2 separate regions of the Ovis aries genome follow, and region 1 is linked to region 2. The links are chromatin contacts, called in public Hi-C maps. All regions are on one chromosome and are shown on one strand. Each heading gives the region's core, a stretch centred on a gene start, on an enhancer-like site or on the middle of the called end of the contact. The rest is flanking DNA. Distances are from core to core; before and after follow the strand shown. Region 1 holds the start of NFIL3 (nuclear factor, interleukin 3 regulated). Region 2 overlaps AUH (AU RNA binding methylglutaconyl-CoA hydratase).

What was found. A called contact is a pair of places that touch in the nucleus more often than the background predicts.
Region 1: a contact with region 2 is called in a Hi-C map of mixed tissues, with 5 times the contacts expected there. The contact joins the promoter of NFIL3 here to the enhancer-like site in region 2. A contact is called at or near these places in 4 of 16 Hi-C or Micro-C datasets (liver, mixed tissues, muscle and 1 more).

Annotation. Positions count from the first base shown.
Region 1 is chr2:26,457,885-26,464,238 of ARS-UI_Ramb_v3.0, reverse strand. It overlaps NFIL3 (nuclear factor, interleukin 3 regulated), which reads left to right and starts at 3,215. Exons shown (of 1, transcript NM_001142892.1): 1 at 3,215-4,603. The coding sequence starts at 3,215. The coding sequence ends at 4,603.
Region 2 is chr2:26,206,354-26,212,410 of ARS-UI_Ramb_v3.0, reverse strand. It overlaps AUH (AU RNA binding methylglutaconyl-CoA hydratase), which reads left to right. Exons shown (of 10, transcript XM_042242981.2): 10 at 990-5,984. The coding sequence ends at 1,064. Among named protein-coding and RNA genes, the nearest start is that of AUH, 200 kb to the left of the region's middle. Within about 2 kb of position 3,375, at least 6 of the 54 cell types and tissues checked have an H3K27ac peak or open chromatin away from gene starts, as enhancers often do.

The DNA of each region.
Region 1 (6,354 bases), core at 1,966-4,465, 250 kb before region 2:
GTTTTTATTGTCACCATACCAAGAAAAAATCCACGTGGCTAGAAACAACGTGGTACGTACACTGACTCCCCATGTTGGCAACGTTCCTGCCACACCCGCGCGTGAGTACAGTGCTCATCTGTATTCATGAGCCTGCCTCTCACCAAAGACTAAGGGGTCCCTTGATTCTTGGGAGTTTGATTCTTCTTTCCATCTTTATCTGCCCCAAGTCTGGCTCAGTGCCAGATATACAGTAGGTGCTCCATATCTGTTGCATAAGACAAGTAATGAATAAGAGAAGTTCTCTCTTAATAAGTAAAACAAACTTTTTTATAATTTATGTAATAATATCAAATTTAAAAGAATGTATCAGCAAGTTTTTGTTACAAAGCTCTCTTACAGAAGGCAAATAAGTGTCAGTCAAATGACGAGCACCTAAGAGGTTCAGTTTGTTGCTAGGATACAAATATATTAATTTGCTCCCTGAACTAATCGGTATTCTAGTTGGGCATACAAAACAAACATGTAGGAAGATAAACATTGTACAAAATCAGCACCTCTCTCTATAGTATCTTGAACTGCTAATAAATTCTTTTCAACACAGCAAAGTTATTTGATAAATATTATAGAAAATACCCTTATGTAGTATGTGGTGATTTGCTGGTGGAATCATAGAGGCAGTTACTATGTGCAGATGAGGGAAGAATCCAGATTCTAGTATACCTAGTGAAATTGAAATTGGAAGAAGATTAACTGAAAAGAAATGAGATTTTTCTGCAGGTTTTGAACATACCAAACAAAGTTATAGAGATGAAAAAGTGGACATACAGTACTTAGACACATAGAAGTGGGTTAAGAGATTTTAGAATAAGTGAGATATTTTTGTTAAACAGAAGTAGGATTATTTTCTCTATGTGGTGTGGCAAGGGCTGCCTGCCTGCCCTCACTCACACTAGACTCAGCGTGATTCTTTGGAACAAGAGATTGAAATCAGAGTCTCAACTCACTCAACATAGGTTTGAAATGATGAAACGGATATGAAATGATGAAAGAACAAAAAGTTTAGAAAGAGTAATACAGACAAAATGGTGGGGCATTTCAAAAGCGTAACTGTAACAATTCATAGGTTAGATGAAATGTAGAAGGAATTTAATTTTTTTCCAAGGAAAGGATAAATTTAAAAATGCATGGAAGAGAAAGATTGTCAAGTGAAAACAATACTTAGAATCATAGTGTACAAGGAAATAAATAGTAGTACCTGGGGGTACAGTGGAGATTTGAAATGCATCTTGGAAAACTTCAATATAGTTACCTTCCTGGAGTTGGAATTTTTACTCTTGCTTCAGCATTCATTTGATTTTAGTGGGGAGGACTTAACAGATTTAAGAAATACAAATTATTGACAGAAGAAAATAATCCATCCAGTATGTAGACGGAAAAGGAGTTTTCATGTCAGACCAAGAAATGTTAAGTGCAAATATAGGAAGTAGTGTTGTTTACTAAAGTGATAACTAGGAAGCTCCCTTTCTCACACCATCACTGCCTGCTGTGGCAGACTTGTTGCCTTCATTTCCCACTAAAAGATATTATCAAAGACAAACAGAAGCTCAGTATTCATAACCATTAAGTTTTGCTGAATTGCAACTCACTGTTTGCATTGGCTCAGTTTGATGGACGAAAATGTGGCATTAAACCTTATCCTTGATGATCCTGAAGTGATTACATCATTCCTTCTATTCCTTCTTGAAAAGACACAAGAAGCTGGCAGGCTTTTCCAACTGATAAAATTAAACTTCATTAGTCAATATAAAACTATGCACAAGAAAGAAATAGGGACATGAAAACATTAAATCTTTCTAATGGGGCAGAGAGAGTGCTATATACAGATAGTGCTGAATAAACAGTTTTTTACCATATCTCCTTCATGAAAGTATAACCTACTGGAAAACGAGGCAGAGAAACCCTGTCCAGAAACACAGATCCGAAACCACCATGAAAAGATTGTTATTGGAGCCTAATATGGATTTATTATCTCCTGTCAGGCCAAATTCAGATTATAAATTTGTCATCAGTGGAAAAGGAAGCTAGTTGATAGTCCTGTTTTCGAGTTCTTATATCTTGTTTGAAACTAATTGGTAAAATGGAAAGAAATTCTTTCCATAATTAAATGCTCTCAGTTTAAAATAATTTTAAGTTTCAAGAAGGCACTGTACTTAAAAAAAAAATCCCTTTGAATAGCAACCATTTGTTTTAGTCTGAAACTACTATATCAGTGAAATCTATTATGACAGAATTATCGGGATCAAAAAAGGCATTGTAGATGCTACAACTTTAAGTGAATGTTTGATAAATGAATTTGAGGGAACCAGGGGGGAGTAAAGCATTTTCTCCTAGCACAAATGTGTCAAAGAGACAGCTTTATTGAGAAGAGTCCTTTTCAGGTGTGCTGAGTCACTTGGCAGAATGACCGTGACATAAACCACATAAGAATTAAACAACTACAACTCAGTTGTTTGTGTGACTTTTATTTTTGTTTCTGTGGAAATAAAAATCTAGCTCCATTTCTGTTTTCCATATAATTACAGAATCTGTCTACTGACATTAAAAGGTTTTCTTGGAAAAGTTCCTTTTATGAGGTGAACTGGTTTGCTTGGCAGTCATATAAATGCTATCTAAAGGTATTCAGAAGCCCCACAAGATGCAAGTACTATTTAAAAATGTACTAACCAGAGGCGATCTGTCATTTCCTTCCTGTAATGTCCTATCCCCACATGCCCCACCCCACTGTTTTTTCTCCTGAAACACAGCCGCCTTCTATTTCTCCCCAGGGCAGATCTGTTCTTTTTTCTCACTCCCCTGGACCACATATTCCCCTGCTGACAGTTCTCAGTGGGGACTTGTCCTTTACAGTATAGGTATTTGGGTACTTACTTTCTTTTCAAACTTGTAAACTCTTTGAAGGACAGAACTATTGCCCCTCAATGCTTCATGTAGTTTCTTGTACACAGCTGGTAATAAATATTTACCAAATAGATAACTATTTCTCTTCGTGTATTGCAGGTCATCTAGAAGACCCCTACTTCATTCAGCAAGAGGAGCGGGAGAGATTTATTCTGGATGGTAGAACAAAAGGAAGAATATTGATGGATTTTAAACTGCAGTTTTTAAAGCACTTGAGAATACTGAGGAAATAACTTCTTCTCCTGCACTGCATATATACGTTAAGGTGCAGCTGATGCAGCTGAGAAAAATGCAGAGCATCAAGAAGGAGCAGGCATCTCTTGATGCTGGTACCAGTGTGGACAAGATGATGGTGCTTAATTCTGCCTTGACCGAAGTCTCCGAAGACTTGACGACAGGGGAAGAACTCCTTCTCAGTGAAGGAAGTGTGGGGAAAAACAAGTCCTCAGCATGTCGGAGGAAACGGGAATTCATTCCCGACGAGAAGAAAGATGCCATGTATTGGGAAAAGCGGCGGAAAAATAACGAAGCTGCCAAGAGGTCCCGGGAGAAACGTCGACTGAATGACCTGGTTTTGGAGAACAAACTCATTGCACTGGGAGAAGAAAACGCCACTTTAAAAGCTGAACTGCTTTCCCTAAAATTAAAGTTTGGTTTAATTAGCTCAACAGCCTACGCCCAGGAGATTCAGAAACTCAGTAATTCTACAGCTGTGTACTTTCAAGACTACCAGACTTCCAAATCCACTGTGAGCGCCTTTGTGGATGAGCATGAGCCCTCGATGGTGGCCAGCAGTTGCATTTCTGTCATCAAGCACTCTCCTCAGAGTTCTCTGTCTGATGTTTCAGAAGTATCCTCGCTAGAACATTCACAGGAGGGCCCTGTGCAGAGTGGCTGCAGAAGCCCAGAAAGCAAGTTCCAGGTCATCAAGCAAGAGCCAATGGAACTGGAGAGCTATGCCAGGGAACCCAGAGATGACCGGGGTGCCTACCGAGGGGCCGTGTATCAGAACTACATGGGGAATTCCTTTCCCGGATACTCGCACTCTCCCCCTCTGCTGCAGGTCAACCGGTCCTCCAGTAACTCTCCGAGGACATCGGAAACTGATGAAGGTGCAGTAGGAAAGTCATCCGATGGAGAAGATGAGCAGCAGGTTCCCAAGGGCCCGATCCACTCTCCCGTCGAACTTCAGCGTGTCCACGCCACAGTGGTTAAAGTTCCAGAAGTGAATTCCTCTGCCTTGCCACACAAGCTTCGGATTAAAGGCAAAGCCATGCAGATAAAAGTGGAAGCCTTCGATCATGAGTTTGAGGGCACACAAAAACTTTCCTCTCCTGTTGACATGACGTCGAAGAGACATTTCGAACTCGAGAAGCATACCACCCCCAACCTGGTACATTCTTCTCTCACTCCCTTTTCAGTCCAAGTGACTAACATTCAAGATTGGTCTCTCAAATCTGAACACTGGCATCAAAAAGAACTTAATGGCAAAATTCAGAGTAGTTTCAAAACTGGAGTGGTGGAAGTGAAAGACAGTGGTTACAAAGTCTCTGACCCAGAGAATTTGTTTCTGAAGCAGGGGATAGCAAACTTGTCTGCAGAGGTGGTCTCACTTAAAAGACTTATAGCCACACACCAAATCTCTGCTTCAGACTCTGGGTAAAATTACTACTGAACAAGCTCTGGGCCTTTAGAGATGTCATTTGCAATAGATGAGTACGTTTTGTATTAGGCTGAATTTTCACTGGACCTGTGATGTCATTTCACTGTATAACATTCACATGTTGTCTGTTGGGTGTCTTTTTGTGCACAAATTATTATGAAGATTAGACTGTGTTATCACTCTGCCTTGTGTATAGTCAAATAGTCCATCGCAAAGGCTGTATATATTGAACGTTATTTTTGTTGTTCTATTATAAAGTGTGTAAGTTACCAGTTTCAATAAAGGATTGGTGACAAACACAGAACTTTTGCTCCATTGCACTTAGTTTTATGGGAAAGAAAGCAATTTAAATAACAAAGTGGATACTGTATTAAGATACTCTGCATTTTACTTATTTGGAAGAGTTTTCTCCCACCTGTAGTAAATGAAAGTCACTCTTTGTGACCCCATGGACTGTAGCCTAACAAGCTCCTCTGTCAGTGGAATTCTCCAGGCCAGAACATTGAAGTGGGTAGCCGTTCCCTTCAGGGGATCGTCCCAACCCAGGGATCGAACCCAGGTCTTCCACACTGCAGGTGGATTCTTTACTGTCTGAGGGAAAACTAAAACATAAGTTCAACACATAATTTTCTTTTTCTAGTTTGGTCCAGGGTATGGTAAGTTTGAAAACCTTCCATAGGAGGAGAGTAGAGAAAAGAGGGTGGGGAATGCATTTTCTTGCATTTGAGCCTAGTAATTTACTAAATTACTCCCTGTTATATATTTTTCTTTAAGGTTTCGTTTTCTATATCCTTTTTGTTTTTAAGTAGAAAAACCCAAGTTGTTTAGCATCAGCATGTCTTTAGTCATCTCTTTTAAGGATGACACATGGAAGTGAATAGTTGAGTCATTGACCCACTTTGTTATTTAGAGGTTCTATTAAAAGAGTGGATTAAAGACTAAGGATGAAGTCATTTTTATGTTATTGTAAATCTTAACAGTTCCAGAGTATAACAGTCTAGGAAATTAACCTAGTGAAATACTGTTTTTACTTAGTTTCCAAAATTTCAAAGAACACATCAATGATCACATTTCATCATATTCAACCTGAATATATGTAATGACTTGGCTTTTTACAGTTTGTTAATGATGACTATAAATAATAGCTCCAGTTTGGAAACTATAATATAGACGTCCAGAAGAAAGCATCATTCTAAGTAAACCAATGACAAGATCATGACTGATGATTGGTCCAGGATCCTCAGTCGTCCCATAGAAGTAAGTGTCCTTAAATACAGACAAGTGTGTCTTCTGTTGCAAGGTGGGACTGGCTTCTGGGTAGGCTGGAAGGGGTGAGTGGATGTTGGTTAACAGCTTCCTCCAGAGCTGTTCTCCTCACCAAAGCCTCTCCAGAACTGTTCCCACGCTGCCTTCTTTTTCATCCTAGAAGTATGTGTGTATGCCGGGGGCATAGGGAGGGGGTCTTGAGGCTTCATAATACATGTGAAGGATGACTTAGCCCTCACTCTGTTACGCATATCTCCCAATTATAACATCCCAGTTTAGAGGGCCCCTGCCCTTTTGACTGCCTGATTTTTAGTATTTTAAACTTCCTACACTTTTACATTTTAAAGAGAGATCCTTTGAGTTAAAGGGAATGCTGGGACACACACACAGGCCATCCACTTTGTCCTCTTGGACACAGTGACCAGTTTGCTCTGAAATCTCCTGACGCCTAGGGAATGTGTTGCCAGTCTCAGCCCTTGGACTTG
Region 2 (6,057 bases), core at 2,126-4,625:
AGAAGCCCTGTACCCATTATCAGTCAGTCCTGATTGCCCCTCCCCCCAGCCCCTAGTAATCACTAATCTACTTTCTGTCTCTGAATTTGTCTACTTTAAATACTTCATATAAATAGAATTATACAATATATAGTCCTTTATGTCTGATTTTTTTCCACTCAATGTTTTCAAGACGTATTCATGGTGTAACATGTATCAATACTTATTTTTATGACTGCAAATATTCTACTGTATGTATATACCACATTTTGTTTATCCATTCATCAGCTGATGATGATTTTTTTATAGTCGTTTCCACTTTTTGGTTGTTATAAATAATGCTGCTGTGAGCATGGGTGTACAAGTATTTGTTGGGAAATATGTTGTCATTTCAATAGTTTGTGTCTTTTTTGGATTTTTTCTGTTTCACTTAGGTTATCTAATTTGTTCACACACAGTTGTTTATAGTATTCCTTTACATGACCCTTTTTCATTACTGATTTTAATACTTAGTCTTCTCTTTTTTTTTTAATGTCAGTCTGGGTTTGTCAATTTTGTTGCTATTTAAAGAGGCAAATTTTTATTTTGTTGATTTTTCTTCATTGTTTTCTTGTTCTCTATTTCATTTATTTTGACCCTAATATTTATTATATCCTTTCTTCTACTTGGTTTGGGTCTAGTTTGCTCATATTTTTCTAATTCCTTATGATAGAATGTTAGGTTATTTGATTTGAGATCTTCTTAACTTAGGCATTTACAACTATGCAAGTATCTCTAAGAATGCTTTGGTTCTATCCCATAAATTTTGATATGTTTGTGGAAAAGTTAGTATAACAGGTCTGAACTGCTATCCTTGGGAAGTACTGATTCAAGGTTGATCCTTGGTCTGCAGTTGGGAGCTTAGATGATGTACAATTCCCACCATTTGCAGAACTGATAAATTATATCTAAACTGTTTGTACAGACAATATGGTTTATGCTAAACATCTGATTTCCTTTTTTGATTACAGAGTTTGGATATTTGCCAGTTGGGGTATGCCTACATGATTACTCCCCAGCAAAAACCCTGGTCTCTGAGTCTCTAATGAGATGTTGGACACACTTCACATATTGTTATAATTTATTACTAGAGGAGTTAAACTTATCCTGTGTGACTCCGCTTGGAGAACACCCTCAGAAGCATGTGACCGTCTCCCCTGATCTTTGCCCCTGCCTTGTTTCATTTGCTGCTTTTGCTTGGTATCCTTTTGATTGTGTAGTATGCCATAGCTGTTAATATTTGCTGAATCCTGTGACTCCTTCTAGTGAATTACTGAATCTGAAGACGGTATTGGGACACTGACATGCAATTTTGTTTTCATTCATCTCAATGTATTTTATAATTTGCCTTGTGTTATTTGTCTTTTGACCCTTTGGGGTTTTTAGGATTGTGTTCTTAAATTTTAACAGCCTTGTGAATATCCCAGATTCCTTGTAATATTGATTTTGAATTTAATTTCATATTGTTTGGTGAACCCACTTCAGTCACATCATTGTATAACTTCAGTTCTTGGCATTTTAATAAGACTTGTTTTATGGCCTAACATATAATTTATCCTGAACTGCTATCCTTGGGGTCGCACAGAGTCGGACATGAATGAAGTGACTTAGCAGCAGTGTAATCTATCCTGGAAAAGATTTCACGTGTATATGAGAAGAATGTGTATTCTGCCGTTAGTGGATGAAGTGTTTTATTAAATCTCATTAGTTTGTAGTCTTGCTTTGTCCTTTTATTTCCTACTTGATCATCTGTCTAGTTGGTCTGTCCATTATAGAAAGGGAGGAATTGATGTCTGCAACTATTATTGTTGAATTGTGTATTTCTCCCTTCAGTTCTTTCATTTTTTCATTAATTTTCAACTTTGCTGTTATGCATATATATTTATAAGTATTATGTCTTCTTGGTGGATTAACAATTTTATTATTATGAAGTGTTCTCCTTTATTTTATCTATACCAACTGTTTTTATTTTTGTTCAGTCGCTCAGTCATGTCCAACTCTGCAACCCCATGGACGCAGCATGTGAGGCTTCCCTGTCCTTCACTATCTCCCAGAGTTTTTATCTTAAAGTTTGTTTTATCTAATTTACATGGTATAGTTTTCCAGTCCTTTTGCTTTCAACCTACTTATGTCTTTGAATCTAAAGCATGTCTCGTGTAGACAGCGCAAAGTTGGATTATGTTATTTTAATTCATTCTGCTCCTTCTTCCTGTTGAAGGAGTGTTTAACCATTTACAATTAATGTAATTATTGATAAGGTGATATTTACATCTGCCATTTTGCTATTTACTACATGTCACATCTTTTTGTTCCTCTCTTATTGAATTACTGCTTTCTTTGTGTTCAACAGATAATTACTAGTGTACCATTTTAATTCATAATAGTTTTTTGGGAAATTACAACCTTAACTTACAAATCTATCTTGGATTAATACCAACTTAATTCCAATAGTACATAAAACATCTGCTCTAATGTAGCTTTGTACCCTTCTCTTCCTCTGTACTACTATCACCATGTAAATTAAATCTTTATGCATTATAAATCTGTAAGAATAGCTTTATAAAGATTAACTTATGCAGTTGAATTCCAGGGGGAAGGATAAAGTTACAAACTGAAAAACAATTTCTACTGCTTTTAATATGTGTATAACAATTTGTTTTATCAGTACACCTAATTTTTTGCATGGATTTGAATTATCCTCTTCTTGTTTAGTTGCTAAGTCTCTTAGTTGCTAAGACTCTTTTGCGACCCCATGGACTGTACCCCACCAGGCTCCTCTGTCCAGGGATTTCCCAGGCAACAATACTAGCATGTTGGTGCATGTCATGAATGCTTGGTCAGGCAATTGGCAACTTTGGTTTAGTCTTCACTTCCTATTTGTGCAGAGCCTCAAGGTCAACCAGAGGTAAGAGGGCCTCCTCAAGTCATTCCCGATGGTGTATACAGTCCTGCATGCGCCCATTGCATTCTACATTACTAGGAATATGTCAGAGCTTTACATAGCCCCTTGTGGACATCTCATTCACCCTTTTCTCATTTTCAGTGTTTTGGTCAGTTTCTTGTTTGTGTCAACTGTAATCACTGCCTCAGACTATTTGGATGCTAAACAGTTGTCACTGGTTGTTTTCCACAAGTACTCTGCTGAAAAATCTGTTCACAATGAGGGAGCTCTGAGTCAGGTCAGATAAAAGCAAGCCTTTTGATATGAGTGGGGTTTTCCCACTAATTGATTTTCCAAGGAGCTGCCAGACAGGTCAGATAATACAAATTTCTAGGAGGAGGGCTGTGGGAAGGCTATAGACGTGGTAGTCAGGCCACAGCTGTGCTGATTTTGAGGTTGTTGGCTTTCAAGATACACAAGGGATTTAGAAAGGAGGCTCTATATACAACAGGCACCACAACTAGAGAAAGCCTGTGTGCATCAATGAAGACCCACCACAGCCAAAACTAAATAAATAAATCTTTAAAAAGTCACAGAGCTTAATGTTCTCATTGAGATTCAGTCATCTTTCATGATTAAATGTTCTTTGGATTGTTACAAGCCTTTGGTTGAATTCCAAAGTTCTGTAAACTTTAATTTTAACAATTATTGCTTCCATAGAGGAGGAGATTTTTGGAGATTCTCATTGTACCATTCCCACTGATGTCACTCATCCAGCTGATTCTAATGCAACTGTGTGTATCAAGCGATATTATTGATAAATAAGGTATTCAGAGTAGCTGTCTGACCTCTGGTACATCAGAATTTATGTCTATTGAATAAACTGATGTTTGTTGAATAAAAATAATATATTAATCATTAACTATCAATATTAAGAATATATTAATAATTATCACCAATATAGTATTTACTGTTGTTATTATTTCAGCCCCAAATATTTGCAGCCAAAATGTAAAGTTTATTTGCAGTCAGTAAAGGATAGGGTTTATTGCTGTGTTGTCTTTTAATTGTATGCTCTGAAGATGGACTCAGGAAACAGATATTTTCTGCTCCAGCTGAGGCTGCCCCCTCCTTATCATGAGTTGGCTTGGTCTGCTGAGAATTTGTATTCATTCATCCATCAGTGGCTAAACTGATAGCTGAAGATTAAAGCAAGTCAATCCATAAATGCAGAGTTCAAATAATAAAAGTCAAGAGTTAATTATTGCAATTCTAGCATTTATAAGTGTTTTATGTTTTTGGAGAAATATAAACTTTTCTTCTATGTGGTTAAATTCATGTTCCATTGTTGAACATGAAGACTGTAATGACAAAGCAGCTTATTAATTTGACCTTGTTAGATCTTGGGCAAGATTTCAAATACAGTAAGAGTTTGTTAATGACAGAATCCAAGAGTTATTTTCCTACAAGAAAAAGTATAATGAAAATAACACTTACTGATTTGATTATTTCTAATATCTGCTGGGAAACCAGCTATATTCCAGTTGGTACCTAGAATGTATAATTGTCCCTGGGTTAAGTTTCAGAAGAATTTTTTAGTTACAGTGTCGTTGAAAACAACAGGTAGTTTTTCAGAGTCCTTACACCTCTACTGGCACTGTTAATTCTCACAGCTCCTCAAACATATTGGCCATTGTTAACATGGCTAATTACTGGTGTGCTTCACTAGAGTCTGTGTTGATGTTACAGAAACAGTTTATGCTACACAGACTCTTTATTCATGTAGTAATTACAGCATGTTTGTCCTATTTCGCAAGTGTTCTCTTTGGATAATACTGGCAAGATTAAGTAATAGTTTCTCGCTAACAGTATTGCTCAAGAACATCAAACATGATGGATTGAGATTTGATGTATTACACGTATGATTTGGCTCCTAGCATCTTTGAGCTTTTACCTTTCTTATGTATAAAATAATCTTACAGTGGGGCTATGTCTATTGTTTCCAACACAAATGCCAGGAACTATTTGAGCAAAATATTTGATTTTCATTTTAATGGATAGTTTTTGTAATGACCAAGTGTAACACATCCCAGCCAGCCACAGCTCTGTGCCAGAAACCAGGGACTTCAAAGAGTCTTCTTTTTAGAACTCCAAAGGAACCAAAATGTCTATTTCACCATATCATCCAACTTAATTATTGGCAATAAGTGACTGTTGGCAGGAAGGATGCATCACATGGTTCCAGTTCTGCTTCAGGAAAGGTCAATAGGAGGCACAAACTGGCCTGCATTGTGCAGACGTGGGCTTGGATCCCCGACACGTGCTTCAAAACCCATTATGCAATGTGCCGCTCACTGATTCATGGCTGCTTGCACAAGTTTTTCATTACCCTGAATACAAGCATACTGGGAATGATTAACTTTGTGACATAACTCTCATCACGCCACTATGGAAGATTCAAACAGAGTTCCAAAATCACGTGCTTCAGAAATAACCGAATGTGTTTTGGCTTCTTAATGGGTCTGTGATTAACAACTGCTTTAAAGCTACTGAGTGAAACAGAGAAACCTATTTGGGAATTTTGTCCAGAGAAGGGGGTTTCATGAGCTTGGTTCATGCATAAACACTTCTATTTTGTTTTAGTTTTGCCTTTTGTATTCTAATTTGCTATGAAAAACATCAGATCTATTTTTGCAATGCTCCATCTTATGAGCTCAAAACTGAATATACAGTTTTTTTTTCTTTATTTTTTATATTATAGTTGATTAACAATGTTGTGTTAGTTTCAGGTGTACAGCGAAGTGATTCAGTAACACATATTTTTGTATCTATTATTTCTCAAGTTCTTTTCCCATTTAGGTTATTACAGAGTACAGAGTATTGAGCACCATTCTCTGTGCTATGCAGTAGGTTCTGTTTATCATTTTATACATAGTAGTGTGAATATACAGTTGCTATTATTTAACATTTTGGGGCCACAAAGCTATGTCTCTCATATCCCCCAACATGACAGATAAGTTAATATGATGCTTGTTATTAATTTCACATGATTAAATAGTAAATTAAAATTTTGCATCTTGTTAAAGATTTTTAAATCTTCATTGAGTACAGTGTGACATGCTTGGGGATAAGGACTCTTTGATATGAATGTGAGGAAA